Linked DNA regions of Mus musculus: region 2 is linked to region 1. The links are chromatin contacts, called in public Hi-C maps. All regions are on one chromosome and are shown on one strand. Each heading gives the region's core, a stretch centred on a gene start, on an enhancer-like site or on the middle of the called end of the contact. The rest is flanking DNA. Distances are from core to core; before and after follow the strand shown.

Region 1 (6,358 bases), core at 2,505-5,004:
AAAAACCATTGTGACTTCCCTAATCGCCTAGGATAGTCTGATACAATGTTCATATTTTGTTGAGACGGAACAATTTGCTGTGCCCATGATCCTATGAGTTTTCGATTCCGAGTTGCACATTTTGTTGCACTTAACATCTCTGAAAATGAAACGTGTCTTAGAATGGAATGAATCTTAGCATTAATTAGTGCCTGAGTTAAAATTAGCTTCCTCCAGAGAGGAGTTGTGCCATTCAAGTGAAGGCAATGTAACAAGTTAAATTAAACCCTCTGCTTTTGCTAGAGTTTGTTTGTTTGCTTGGGCTGTGTGTGAGGCTCGTGTTTGTTTTGTTTTCTTGTTATGTTTTACTTAGGAGGCCGGGATCTGTTTTTTGTTTTGTTTTGCTTTCGTTTTGTTTTTGTTTTTTTGTTTTTGTTTTTAATGAAATCTGGTAATTGAGTTCAGATGGAAGCCCTGCAGGATTTTTTGGTCTGGTTTATGAGTCAGATCTTCAAGGGAATTTCTTAAGTTTTCATCTGTGTACTGGGGCCAGAGCTGAGATAAGTAAGTAAATTTCCTTACTTTCCCTTTCAGCCATGGCTTGCTTTCTCGTTTACTTTTCCATGAAACCTTTGCAATCCTGGTTTATGATACATGTGTGTTTGGGATGGGGAGGCCTATATTATGAAGAGTCTTCATCTTAAGCTATCTTTCTTACTGATACATAAAATAATGACATTTTTCAAACTTCCATAGCATCGAAATTTGTGAAAGGTAACATATTTTAAAAGTAAAATCTAGTAAACAGAAGGAAAAGAGCCTAAGAGAAGGACAAGAATCAGAGACCCAGTCATTTGTACACTTAGAATCCTATAAAATCACTAAACTGGAAGCCATAATATAAACACAGAAACTGGTGAAGACATATACAGGTCCTGTGCTTGCTGCTTTGGTCTCTGTAAGTGCATATGAGCTTAGCTCAAGTTCATCTAAAGGGGCTTGTTTTCTCCATGACTTCCATCCCATCTGGCTCTTACACTCTTCCCCGTAGTGTTGCCTGAGCCCTGAGGGGAGGTATTTGATAGAGAAATTCCATCTAGGGCTGAGTATTACATGTTCTCTCACTTTCTGCATATTGTCTAGCTATGGCTTCCTGTATTTGTTCCCATCTGCCACAGGAGGAAGTTTCTCTGATGATGGCCTAGCAAGGCACTGATCTCTGAGTATAGCAGGATGTCATTAGGTGCCCTTTTGTTGCTATGTTTTAAACAGTAGTATTTGTTTTTACCCTAGTGTCTGGTTCTTGGTCGCTCAAGTAGTGTCTGGTCTGGGTTTCATCTCATGGAGAGTGCATTAAGTCAAATCCAATAATAAAAGTAAAAATTTTTAAAGTTAACAAATTTTTTTGTCATTGTTGGTTTGTAGATTTTACTGTAAGCCTCAAGGATAACTGTAGAACTTTCCATTTTGTCCTTTAATTCTATAAACATATTAATTAATCTACAACTGCAGAACTAGCCTTTAAAATGTATTTATTATTGTCATTTTTATTATTATTAATGTGTGTGTGTGATGGGGCACTCATATGCCCTGATGTACCTGTTGAGGCCACACAGCTTTGTGGAATCAGTTATTGTCTGCTACTCTGACATCCATGTATTAAACTCAGTTCATCAACCTGTGTGACAGTCACTTGTCTGCTATGCCATCACAGCAGCTCTCAACTCCCTTTTTATTATCTTGATTTAATACTCATTTTAAAAAAGAACTTTGTAATATATCAGTTTTCTTTATAATTGTTGGATTATTGGCATATTTTATTAATTCCTAGAAAATTGGTATGTGCTCAAGTGTTGAATTTTTTTTTAGTTTTTATAAGTTTGCTTTCCTATTTTTCACTTGATAGAAAACTTTTTTTCTCAATTTTTGTTGAAGTATTTTACAAATTCTTATTTCTCAGATTTTATCTGAGAAGTCGTTATCCTTAATTCAGGCATTTCCTAACACAGAATGTGGTTGTGTTGTTTTTCTTCCTCTTTCTAGATACCATAAGGACAGTGTTTTTATAATCATCTTAAACTTAAAATCAATAACAGTCTAACAATTAAGTTTTATTGATCTACTAATGATGTTTAGTGAATTTTTCTTTTTACTACCCTTTTTTCCAGATTAGCTTATGTTTCTGCTAGTAAACATTATTCAGTAGTTCTTTCACTAAAGTCTGTTAGGAATTTGACACATGCATTCTGGTTTTGTTTTTGATGTCTGGGTTTGGTTTTGAGTTTGCTTTTGAGGCAGAATCTGTAGTCTAGGCTAGTCTGAAACTCACCCTGCCACAGGATCTGACTTCAAACCTGCAATCCTCCTGCCTCCATCTCCCAAGTGCTAGGATTACAAGTGCTTACCTCCACACTGGGCTGCACAGGATATCTATAGACATGTGCTTTTAAATTTCCAAATATTAAAAAAAAAGATTTTCAAAAGTGCATTTTTCATTGTTAGTTGAATAAAAACGTCATCAAGAGAAACGGTTCTGTGTAATTTTAGGACTTGTGTTCTTGAGAATTGTCAATACATGTCTATTGTATCATTTCACTGGAACACTGTGTTCCTGTGTTAGGTGTAAGGGCCTGTATTTGTTTATTGTTTTTTTTTTGGACTTTTTTTCTTTCTTTTTTTTGACACAGTCTCACTTTCAGCCCAGGCTAGCTATGAACTTATGGTGATCCTCCTGCATCAGCAGGGAATTGTAGGCACATGCCACCTCAACACCCAGCTTGACTATTTTTGAGTGACTTGATAAACTTGTTTAAATATTTTTCTATCTCTCATGATTTATTCTGTCTGCATCTCCTGCCAGACAGTTAAAGGCGCATAAAGACATCAGAAGGCAAGTAAGGTAAACATGTCACTGTCTCCTAAACGTCCTGACATTTGCTCTGTTTATTTTTCCAGTGTTTTTGTTTTATATTCCCAAATTCAAAGTTGTTCCAACTTCTTGAACTAATCTTATTTTAAGTGCTGTGTCATTTTGGGTATTTGTCTAAATTTTTACTTTGCCTGATGCCACCAAAAGTACCTATCAGCTCTTTCAGGGCAGTGTTTGTTACAACACGTTGACAATTTTACTGTCAGCTTTTCTCTGCCCCTGTGAAAGCTATCCCTGCTGCCTGCATGTCTGGATTCTGCCTGCCCCTGAGCCTGTGCGTTCCCATAAGAGTAAAATGACCAGGATGGTTGTGTCTCTGGGTACCCTCATGTTCCAGGGTCCTCAGTATGTCTGAATATTTCCTATTGTCTAACGTGTAGGAATATCAGAGTCATGGCTATAAGCTCCCTTTGGGGAAGGACTGGAAGAATACTTATAGTGTATTCTTTTAAAATTGCGTGTGTGTGTGTGTGTGTGTGTGTGTGTGTGTGTGTGTAAGTCAGAACAGAGGTCAACTTCAGCTACTTTTTTACAGTCACAATCTATCTTGTGTTCTGTAACAAACTCATGCTGACCCTGAGGCTTGTCACATTGCCTAGACTGGTAGACAATGAGCTCCAGAATCCCCTGGCTGAGCCATACCAGATCTGGGACAGGTCACTGTGCCTGGCTATCACATGGGTGCTGAAGATTAAACTCAGGACCTTGTGCTTGTGCAGCCAGCATTTCCCCCCTCAAGCATCTACCCAGATCCATTTCACTTTATTCTTGCTTCAGTGTTTCATGCCCTTCCTCACAGGGACTAGAAGCCTTCGGTCAGGTCAGTGGATTCTGGACCCAAATTAGCGTAGTTCTGAGAACCAATTGATGAATCATGGATTTTCTAGCAGAGTCACCCCTCTTAGCCTCCTGACCCTCTACTCTTGCCTTTTTCCTAAGTTTCAAGCATTGAGCAATACATTTGTTTGCCCCTAAGGATGTCATGCTCTATTAACCGTATCCACAGCGTCCTTGGCTTCCTCAGTGATTATGGTAAGTGTGGTTCCCAGGCTCTGGCCATTGAGCATTACCTCTTGGCTCCTACTTTATTAGAGTCCTATGTCTCAGTAGCTTACACTGAGCCCAACAATCCCCCACACCCTTGGCTTACAGAGAGGTCCAGCCACTGTGTTCAGCTATATCGAGGCCCTTTGACCACTGCATTCCTGGTGGCCATACTGAATGGTAGGTCCTCTGGGCTCCTCTGTGGAATAATCTTTGCTCAGTTTTCTGGCCACACATAACATACAAGAGCCTGCCTGGTTCTTGGAGTTTTCTTTGTTACTTCTGCTTCCATATGCCAGGGTACCTTTGGTATACCATCTACCCTCTTCATTGACTATCACTTATTTTTAGTTTGTAATAGAAAAGCCATATAATCTCTTCCTTTCCTTGTCAAACCTAGAACTTGCAAATCTGGCTTTTGCTTAAATATAGCTTTACTTATTATATTGACATCTAAGCAAAATGCTAAGACAGTGTCTAGGAAAGGGGTCTAACAGTGTCTTCTGGCTTAGGAGAAATGCTAGCTCTTCTTAGAGAACAGTGAATGGCCCCTATAAACTTGTATTTTGAGCATCTGTTCAAGTTTCCATGTAGATATCTCAATTTGAGCAGGCCTAATTTGAACATTTAAACATCCCTGGTACTCTGTGGTATTAACTATTGATATTGTCTTAATTGCTTATTATTTCTGCCTTATTAATAAATAGGGGACATAATTTCGTTCTCTCTAAGATGCATGTCTGTAGCCTTAACCTTGTTTTTAGTGTCCTGAGTACCTCACTGTCTTTCTCCAGGGCATCCATGCAACCTTTCAATAATGAGTCAATTCCACTTTCTATATCACTTTATTCAATCATATTTTCAGTAGTCTGCAAGGACGTTCCTAAAACAGGATGTTTTCTTAGGTCAGCTCTGGTGATAACACTAACAATTACATAGCCACTGTATATCAGTCACACATATACTGATCTGGACAGATGAGCACTGAATGATCTATTCTGTACCCTACCCTCCTGGCTGATCATTCATGTTATTTATGACACTACTGCTTAGTGAAAGTTATCTAGGAAGCCAGTGTCAAGACAAGTAAATGCACTGTGCAAAGCAGGAAGGATGCTAAATGAAATGGAAACAGTTACATGTCCGAACTGTAGAGAATGAAAGAGAAGGGAGGGGAGGGGAGAGGAGGGGAGGGAGAGGAGGGAGAGGAAGGAGGGAACAGGAGGGAGTTATAAGAATCTTTGGCAATGGCAATGAGAAGTCCTCAAGGCAGCCATCTTGGGGAAGACTTTGTGTCTTCCAGGGTTACAAGTTCCAGGGTTACATCTATGTCCTTCCTGTGTTTGCTCATTAGCTCTGGGAAGTGGTCGATTTCAAGGCATAGAGGGTGAGGCCCATGGTCAACTCTGTTTTTCCTGCTCCAATATGGGAGCTATGAAGATGTAAAAGATGTATACTCAGGGCTTCTGTAAAAACAATGCGTTTTTGTTGTTGTTTTTTTGTTTTTTGTTTTTTTTTTTTACTTTTAGATACTGTCTTTATTGATTAGTTTATTATTATCTTTGTACTGATTCCCAAGTAATGAAGTACCTTCAAACCTGTACCTTTCTTTACCATCCTACAAGTTAATAACCACCCACTTTTTGGTTTCCATGGAAAATGGGAGCCTGTTGCCTCTCTAGTTTCTTTTAATTTTTTTTTATGTAGACATCCAACTGTCCCATCATCATTTATTGGAAGAATTTATTTTTCCGTTGATTTGACTGAGCTGCTTTGTCACAAATGAATTGATCTTATGTGTATACCTCTGTTCCCTGACAGTCTATTCTGTCTCATTGCTCTGCATCTATTCTTCAGCTATGCTGACTTGCTCATTGTATTAAGTCTGACAGCAAGGCACTGCAGCTCTCTCACATCATTGTACTTTGGGAAGGCACTGGCTATAATGACACCTCTGTTTTTCCAAATAAACATTAGAATCTGATAGCTTATCAAAGATATGATTGGTTTTCATTAAACTAGGGAGGAACTGTGACCATGATAGTGCTGAATCATTCGAATCATATAGATCTGATACATGTTTGTAAGGTTTATGCAATACTATCTCACATATCTTAGCTTTATTGTAAATTTTACAAGTATAAAATAAATACTATATATTTTAAATATATATTATGTTTTATTTAAATGTGGACTCCATCCTGCATAGCTGGAATTTTAACTGGTTATATTATAAAACCTTTATTCATGTTGTATTCCACTTGCTAATATTTTATGGAACTTTTTATTTGTGTCTAAGACAAATGTTGTCCCATAGTTTTCCCTGGTGTCCTGTCTTTTTCTTGGTATTTAGGTAAAGCTGGCCGTGCAGCATAAATTAGCAACTGTTTCTTCTCTATTTCCTGG
Region 2 (6,270 bases), core at 1,413-3,912, 140 kb after region 1:
AGTCTGGAACTGCAGCACTTCGGATGTGGAGGCAAAAGATTGTCAGGATATCCCTGAACACTTAGCCATTCTGAGGGTCTATGAGCCTGGGATCGATGTGATCCTGTCTCCAATAAAGCTCCCGTGTTTCATGTTGTCTGATGAATTGAACCTGCTGATGTTTTCCTGGATGTGTTCCTCAGTGATGTGGAGGATTCAATGGTTGTGAAAAGGAACAGAGCCTTTCCCCAGGAATGTCTTTGTGAGTGATGCTCTATGTGTGTCTTTGATGCTTTAGACATTGGGCCCTTCCTGCTGTCCATGGCGGAGCCAAGCCGTACAGTTTCATTATTCTCCTCTTACCAGTACTGTCAGGGACAAATTTACTCTCCTGACCAATACCCCAAACTGTGAGGCTTGAAACTGAGTTTCGTGTCTCCACTCAGCCCTCTGAGAGTCCAATCAGGCTCATCTCAACTGTCCCCTCTTTTGAGGAGCCTTCCTCCCTTCTGTGTTCCCAGCAGTGAGTAGTGGAGAATGAGACTGGTCTGTGGTCTGTGGACTCTAGGGTCCTGTACAATGGCATGGATCTTGTGTTCTCTGTGGAGAACCATGGAAGGCATGGTACTATGAGCTCAGCCTTCAGAACCACATACATTGAGAACTAACTGTCTCCACTGGCTATATATTGGGGTACCCTGGAAAAATTCACCTTACCGAGTCTGGGTCTTCTTCCTCATGGGATTATGTGGGGATTAAATAGGTGATGAGCAAAATCAACAGAGCAGGTGTCATGAGTAAAGTTCTTAAGAGAATTGGTTAGTACTGTTGCTGCACAAATATCTGCAAGTCACATTTTCATGGTCTCTGAACTGTGAATCTTTCTTGGGGAATCTAGCAGATCTTCCCCCAGTTAGGAACATCAAGAACACAGTAGGCCCTCAATATTTGTAAATGAGTGGGCATGATTGTCCTCAGAGTCTATTAAATAAGATATGGTCTGACCGAGACTGTGTTACTGGAGGGCTGACAATATAGTATTGACCAGTATGCACTTTTTTTCATGTCCTGATTTGCCCTGCAACAGCTCCAGCTCTGCTTGTTGTCCCGGGCAGTTTATTAATAGCACCCTCCCCTATGCTCTGAAAGCAATCTAGTTTGGATGATAAATGTTACAATCACCCTAGTTTTCAGAACAGTCTCATCAGCTCGATTCCCAGAATCAGAGTTCCTTAGCCAGCGATGCACACAGCGCACTAAGCCAGCAGCTATATGTGACAGGAGTCCATTCTGCAGAGGAAATGCTTAACCTTTGTAGCTGGCAGGAGAATGGAAGGGTAAGACTCAGTTTGTTCTTTAGTCTTTGTTTTCCTGAAAAATAAACTTGGGATGAATATTTGATGGAAATCTAAGAGGATGAGAAAAGTGACCTGGAAAATCCTTTGCAATTTAGAATGATTAGAAGGACAGTCCCACATGGGTAGAACTTTCCAGAAAGCAACAAAGAAGTCTAATAAATCCAAAACTAAATTTTCAGAGAAGACCAAAGTTGGTGTGTGCTGTTCAGCACATCCTTGATTGAGGGAACACCACCCCAGGATTCTATGTTGAGTTTGCACACACAGGTTAGCATGTGCCTGACAGCTTGGCCCACACCAAAGGCATGAGCAAAGAGGATGTTCACTTTACCAGCTCACAGCTCCTTTCTTTGATATTTTTGCCTTCTCAGAAGTCTGCCCCATCCCTTCTGTGTCCCCATTTCCCTGGTGTCCCCTCCCTCCTGTGAAAATGTGGACAATCCAGCCACAGTATTTTACTTTTAGATCAATCACTAAATCGCCCTATAGTATTTTACTTTCCAAATCATGTTCTGACTTAGACAACAAAAGTGTCATTCCTTATTAAGAGTCTCCAGAAATCCCAGAGAGAAGGCAACCTGGGCCAAGTTGTGCATCCTGGGCATCCTGGAGCTGTCTGAAGCAGGTCTAGCAAATGGACAGAGAGCACAGGCTTTGAAACCTGTTCTGGATGCCAGACCCTCACGATTGGCGGTGCGGCTTTGAGTGGCTTTGAAAAGTAAATGTGATTGTAGTTAGCATTTAACATTGAACCTGGGTCAGAGCCCAGCATGGAGGCCCAGAACAAGTGTTTGGTGGTTCATGGACAAGATACAGAGCTAATTTTTGATGAAGGACCGTCAACTTGACACTCTTCTTGCGAAGAACACGGATATTCACCGTCTGCAATGCATTTGGAAGATTAGACTTGGTTCCTGGCATAATGAGTGCCAAATCAGCCGTGGCAGTTGTTAGTTTTGAAGGGGCTTACTGATCAATAGACACTGACTTTGTTCTACTTGTTACTGGGGTACCAGGGACATTCCTCAATTCAGTGAAGAGATGGTCTTTCTGCCTTCTAGTGAAATGCCAAATCCCAAATCCAATGCATTATTTCATACATTCTTTGCCATGAAGGAAAACTTGTGTTTGAAGGGACCCCTGTGTTTCTCCAGGGGCCAATCCTAACCTTGACTATCCCACTCGCTGCTTACCAAAGGTCACTGCTGGGCACCAACCTGCTCTTATGAGGTGAATGTTCTTTGTTAACCATGCTACCAAGTACAGCCTAACGCACTCAGGTAAAGGCCCTGTTATGAAACAGGCTTTCCACTCAGCTGCTGTTAGTCACGTAGATGTACCCAAACTCGTGCTCTGATAGAAAAACAAACATTTGGTTAGCTCCTTGTGCACTTGTGGAGGAGAAGGGGGAAAAAAACGGGGAGTCTGACCTCTGGGCAGTCACTTTCCCAATCCTGTGTTCTGGCTGGTGTTCAAGTACACAGAGGCTGGAAACACCTCACCTGTTGGGCCCTGCTCTCTTCTACACTAAAAACCCAGGCAATGTCAGATATGAAACAAGAAACAAAGAACATGGTGACTTTTCTGTGTCATTGTTCCTTGGACCATATTTTTCTAAGGAGTTACACCTGACTGTGATTTGCCTGGATTCCAGTGATCTTTGGATTTTTATGATTGGAGTTACAGGACATCAAGCAGGTAAACAAAACCAAAACCAAAACCAACCAACCAACCAAACAAACAAACAAAAACAACCAAGGCCAAGGCCTTTGGCTCTGGAATACAGCAAAAGACAATAGCCAGAGCTTAGCGTGTGGAGAGCACAGGCTGCCAAAGGTGACTCTCGAGGCTCAAGTCTGCAAATCATCCAGATGGTGTAGCCACCACTAACTCTAAGCATTGAAACTTCACAGGACACTGTGGGGGAAGAAACTGCATTCCAAAATGACACGTGACAACCAATAAGCTAACCTGCTGAAGAGAGGGTGTGTGAAAGCTCTACACTGCTGAGGACTGGGAGCTGGCAATATTCTTCAGCACGGTGCATGCTTACGTGATCACCCTTGTTAAGAAAAACCAGAGATGCAAATTCTTATGGTCACCCTGTTCCAATTTGCTTTGCTCACAGGCTGTTTAGACTATTTTGATGGTGATGGTGGTGTCCCGTTCTCCCCCCCACCCCGCCCCTATGTGTGTGTGTGTGTGTGTGTGTGTGTGTGTGTATACCTCACACATGCAGGTGCCTGCAGAAGCCAGATGAGGGCACCATATTCCCCAGAGCTGCTGTTACATGTGTCTATGCTGCCTGGCATGGATGTGGGGAACAGAACTGAAGTACTCTGGAAGAGCAGCAAGCAATCTTAGCCACTGAGCCACCTCTCCAAAAGCCCTTGCTTTTTATTTTTGAGACAGAGGCTTGAGAGTACCACTAATTAGCCTGGAATGTACATCGATCCTTGTGCTTCACATTCTGAATATGCTGGGATTACAGGTATGTACTCGGCTTACTTTACATATTATACTTCATTGTTTAGTAGTCTCGGGGAGCAAATGTAGGGATTGGCACACACTAGGTAACGTACAACCACTGGGTTATATCTGTAGCTCTTGCCTGCCTTACTTACTTGTTGATATTTTATTTACTTTCTTATTTTCATAGGTAAGCAGGGAGCTCCTGGAAGGTAGGGCAATATCCTATCCTTTTTCTATTTCTAGTGCCTGGCACATGCAAAAGCTCAATAAAAATTGATGAAACATGCAAAATCAGAACGTTGACAAAAGGGCTTACATTCTAAACCACTGACCAAACTGTTGGCACCGTCTGTGACTCTGTCACGTTTCAACAGAGACCTTTACTTCCAATCTTCATGCTGTAAGGTCTTTAAGCATCCACCCAATGTGGTCTGACTGTCTGCTCTATGCCAGCTACTGAGGCAGCTATGCAGATGGAAAACATCTTTCCCTTTACTTTAGCAAGATTAGTCTCTGTCATGAATCACACTCTGTATATTCAGAAGCCACCCTAATAAATATCACTGGGTTTATTTGATAGCTCTGGCTGTCATTTGAAACAGAAAATCAGTCCAACACCACTGCAGTTAATATCAACTCTAGAGCTCCAGGCCTCAGCTGGCCAGCATTTCATCATATGGAGACAATCTGAATTTTACTGCCATCAAACAACAAGGGCAATATCTAATGGAAGAATTAGGAATGCCTATCAGCTTTCACAGTGCTGCTCGGTGATTATAAAAGTCCACTTTTGTGTTGCAACGAAAAGCATTTCTAGTAGCCAAACTATTGTGCTGGTGTGTGGTGGGTGCAGAGAGCTTAGTGGCCTCTCTGCCTTTGATCTTTTGAATTTCTGAAGTTGTGAGATTTTTGCATGCTACGATGATAATATGGGAAAGCATACAACCACTATAAAAGGAAAATTTTTCTATTAGTCCAGGAATAATCTCTTATATAGCGAAACCACCTGACAGAGCCATGTGGGCACATATCACCAGTAAGAAGACCAGAGATATTTTTACAACTGTGGATTATTTTCCTCCCTTTGTACAAATCCATATGGTGCCTATTCACACATCAGTCATCTGCAGTGGTGTCTCATTCGACTCCAAGAATAGAATTGAAAATGTTTGCTCCCAATTTCTATAAAAATAAAACTTGGTATTAGTTGGTCTATTTTTCCACAGGCACATTTCTCTTTGGCAATGGCATGTTACCTTGACTGGAATTGGACAAGTGTGAATGGAGCTACCATGAAATATGGGTGTTCTTCCCTGGATACATTTGCTGCTTCTTCAGTGGATAAAACTTGGTCTACTAGGAAGAGTCCATTTGCCTGCTGAGTCACCTGGAGACACTGGACTGCTATACCTCATCCAACCAATCTGCCTGGACATCCATCTTCCTACCCAACCGTCCATTCTCTCACCAACCAATAATGGTTGGTTGAAAGTTGTGTCCACTATTTATTGGGAAGCCTTTCCCAGGGAGATGTCTGGCTGTGGTATATATGCTATGGTGTATATTCTATCTATATGTCTGACTAAAAAGTGCCAAGTGCTTCCTTTTTTCCCATTTTTTATTAGGTATTTAGCTCATTTACATTTCCAATGCTATAGCAAAAGTCCCCCATACCCACCCCCCCACTCCCCTACCCACCCACTCCCCCTTTTTGGCCCTGGCGTTCCCCTGTACTGGGGCATATAAAGTTTGCAAGTCCAATGGATCTCTCTTTCAAGTGATGGCCTATTAGGCCATCTTTTGATACATATGCAGCTAGAGTCAAGAGCTCCGGGGTACTTCTTAGTTCATATTGTTGTTCCACCTATAGGGTTGCAGTTCCCTTTAGTTCCTTGGGTGCTTTCTCTAGTTCCTCTTGTCCACCAATGATTGAGAGTAGACTCTGACAGACTCATTTCTTTCCTGAGTCCTGTCCAGAGGTTTCATCTGCTACTTAAAGGAATTCTAAGTATGATCAAATAAGCCAGTCCAAATGAGGCATTTAGGTTACAGGAGACACTGGTTTGGGAGTGGGAGACAACTTGAGCACATGGATCACAGAGATAATCCATTCTAATGCTATACAAATCCTTTAGTCCAAACAGAAGGGAGGAGGAGAGTCATTGCATTCATTTAGGGAATCCCAAACTCACTCCAGTGCCTGAAAATCCAAGAGGGAAAGGCAGTGGTTGCCATTGCTACATTAGCCCCCAGCCCAGATGAAGACATTGCTGGTTTTCTAGATGAGATTGAGATAGTTTCATTGGATCTTAGCCTTGGGGAGTCTAAGCTCTGAGATGAGTCCTAAGACAGTACTGAAATGAATAGGAGAAAGCTAAGATCCTCCATTTAAACAATAATAAAACTTCCCCTGAAATCTATTGTCAGCAAGTATAGTGCTTTTCCCCAGCTTGGGCAACCT

What was found. Hi-C and Micro-C count contacts between places; a contact is called where the count stands out from the background.
Region 2: a contact with region 1 is called in a Hi-C map of liver, with 5 times the contacts expected there. The contact joins two enhancer-like sites. A contact is called at or near these places in 1 of 39 promoter capture datasets (liver), 6 of 484 Hi-C or Micro-C datasets (beige adipocytes, embryonic fibroblasts, liver and 1 more) and 1 of 115 datasets of contacts at active chromatin or transcription factors (liver).

What each region holds. Positions count from the first base shown.
Region 1 is chr1:174,763,082-174,769,439 of GRCm38.p6, forward strand. The region is part of intron 15 of Fmn2 (formin 2); the gene reads left to right. Among named protein-coding and RNA genes, the nearest start is that of Gm51689, 9.4 kb to the left of the region's middle. Within about 2 kb of position 3,755, at least 5 of the 459 cell types and tissues checked have an H3K27ac peak or open chromatin away from gene starts, as enhancers often do. A contact at or near this core is called in liver, where this site is marked.
Region 2 is chr1:174,905,134-174,911,403 of GRCm38.p6, forward strand. The region is part of intron 1 of Grem2 (gremlin 2, DAN family BMP antagonist); the gene reads right to left. Among named protein-coding and RNA genes, the nearest start is that of Grem2, 14 kb to the right of the region's middle. Within about 2 kb of position 2,663, at least 9 of the 459 cell types and tissues checked have an H3K27ac peak or open chromatin away from gene starts, as enhancers often do. A contact at or near this core is called in liver, where this site is marked.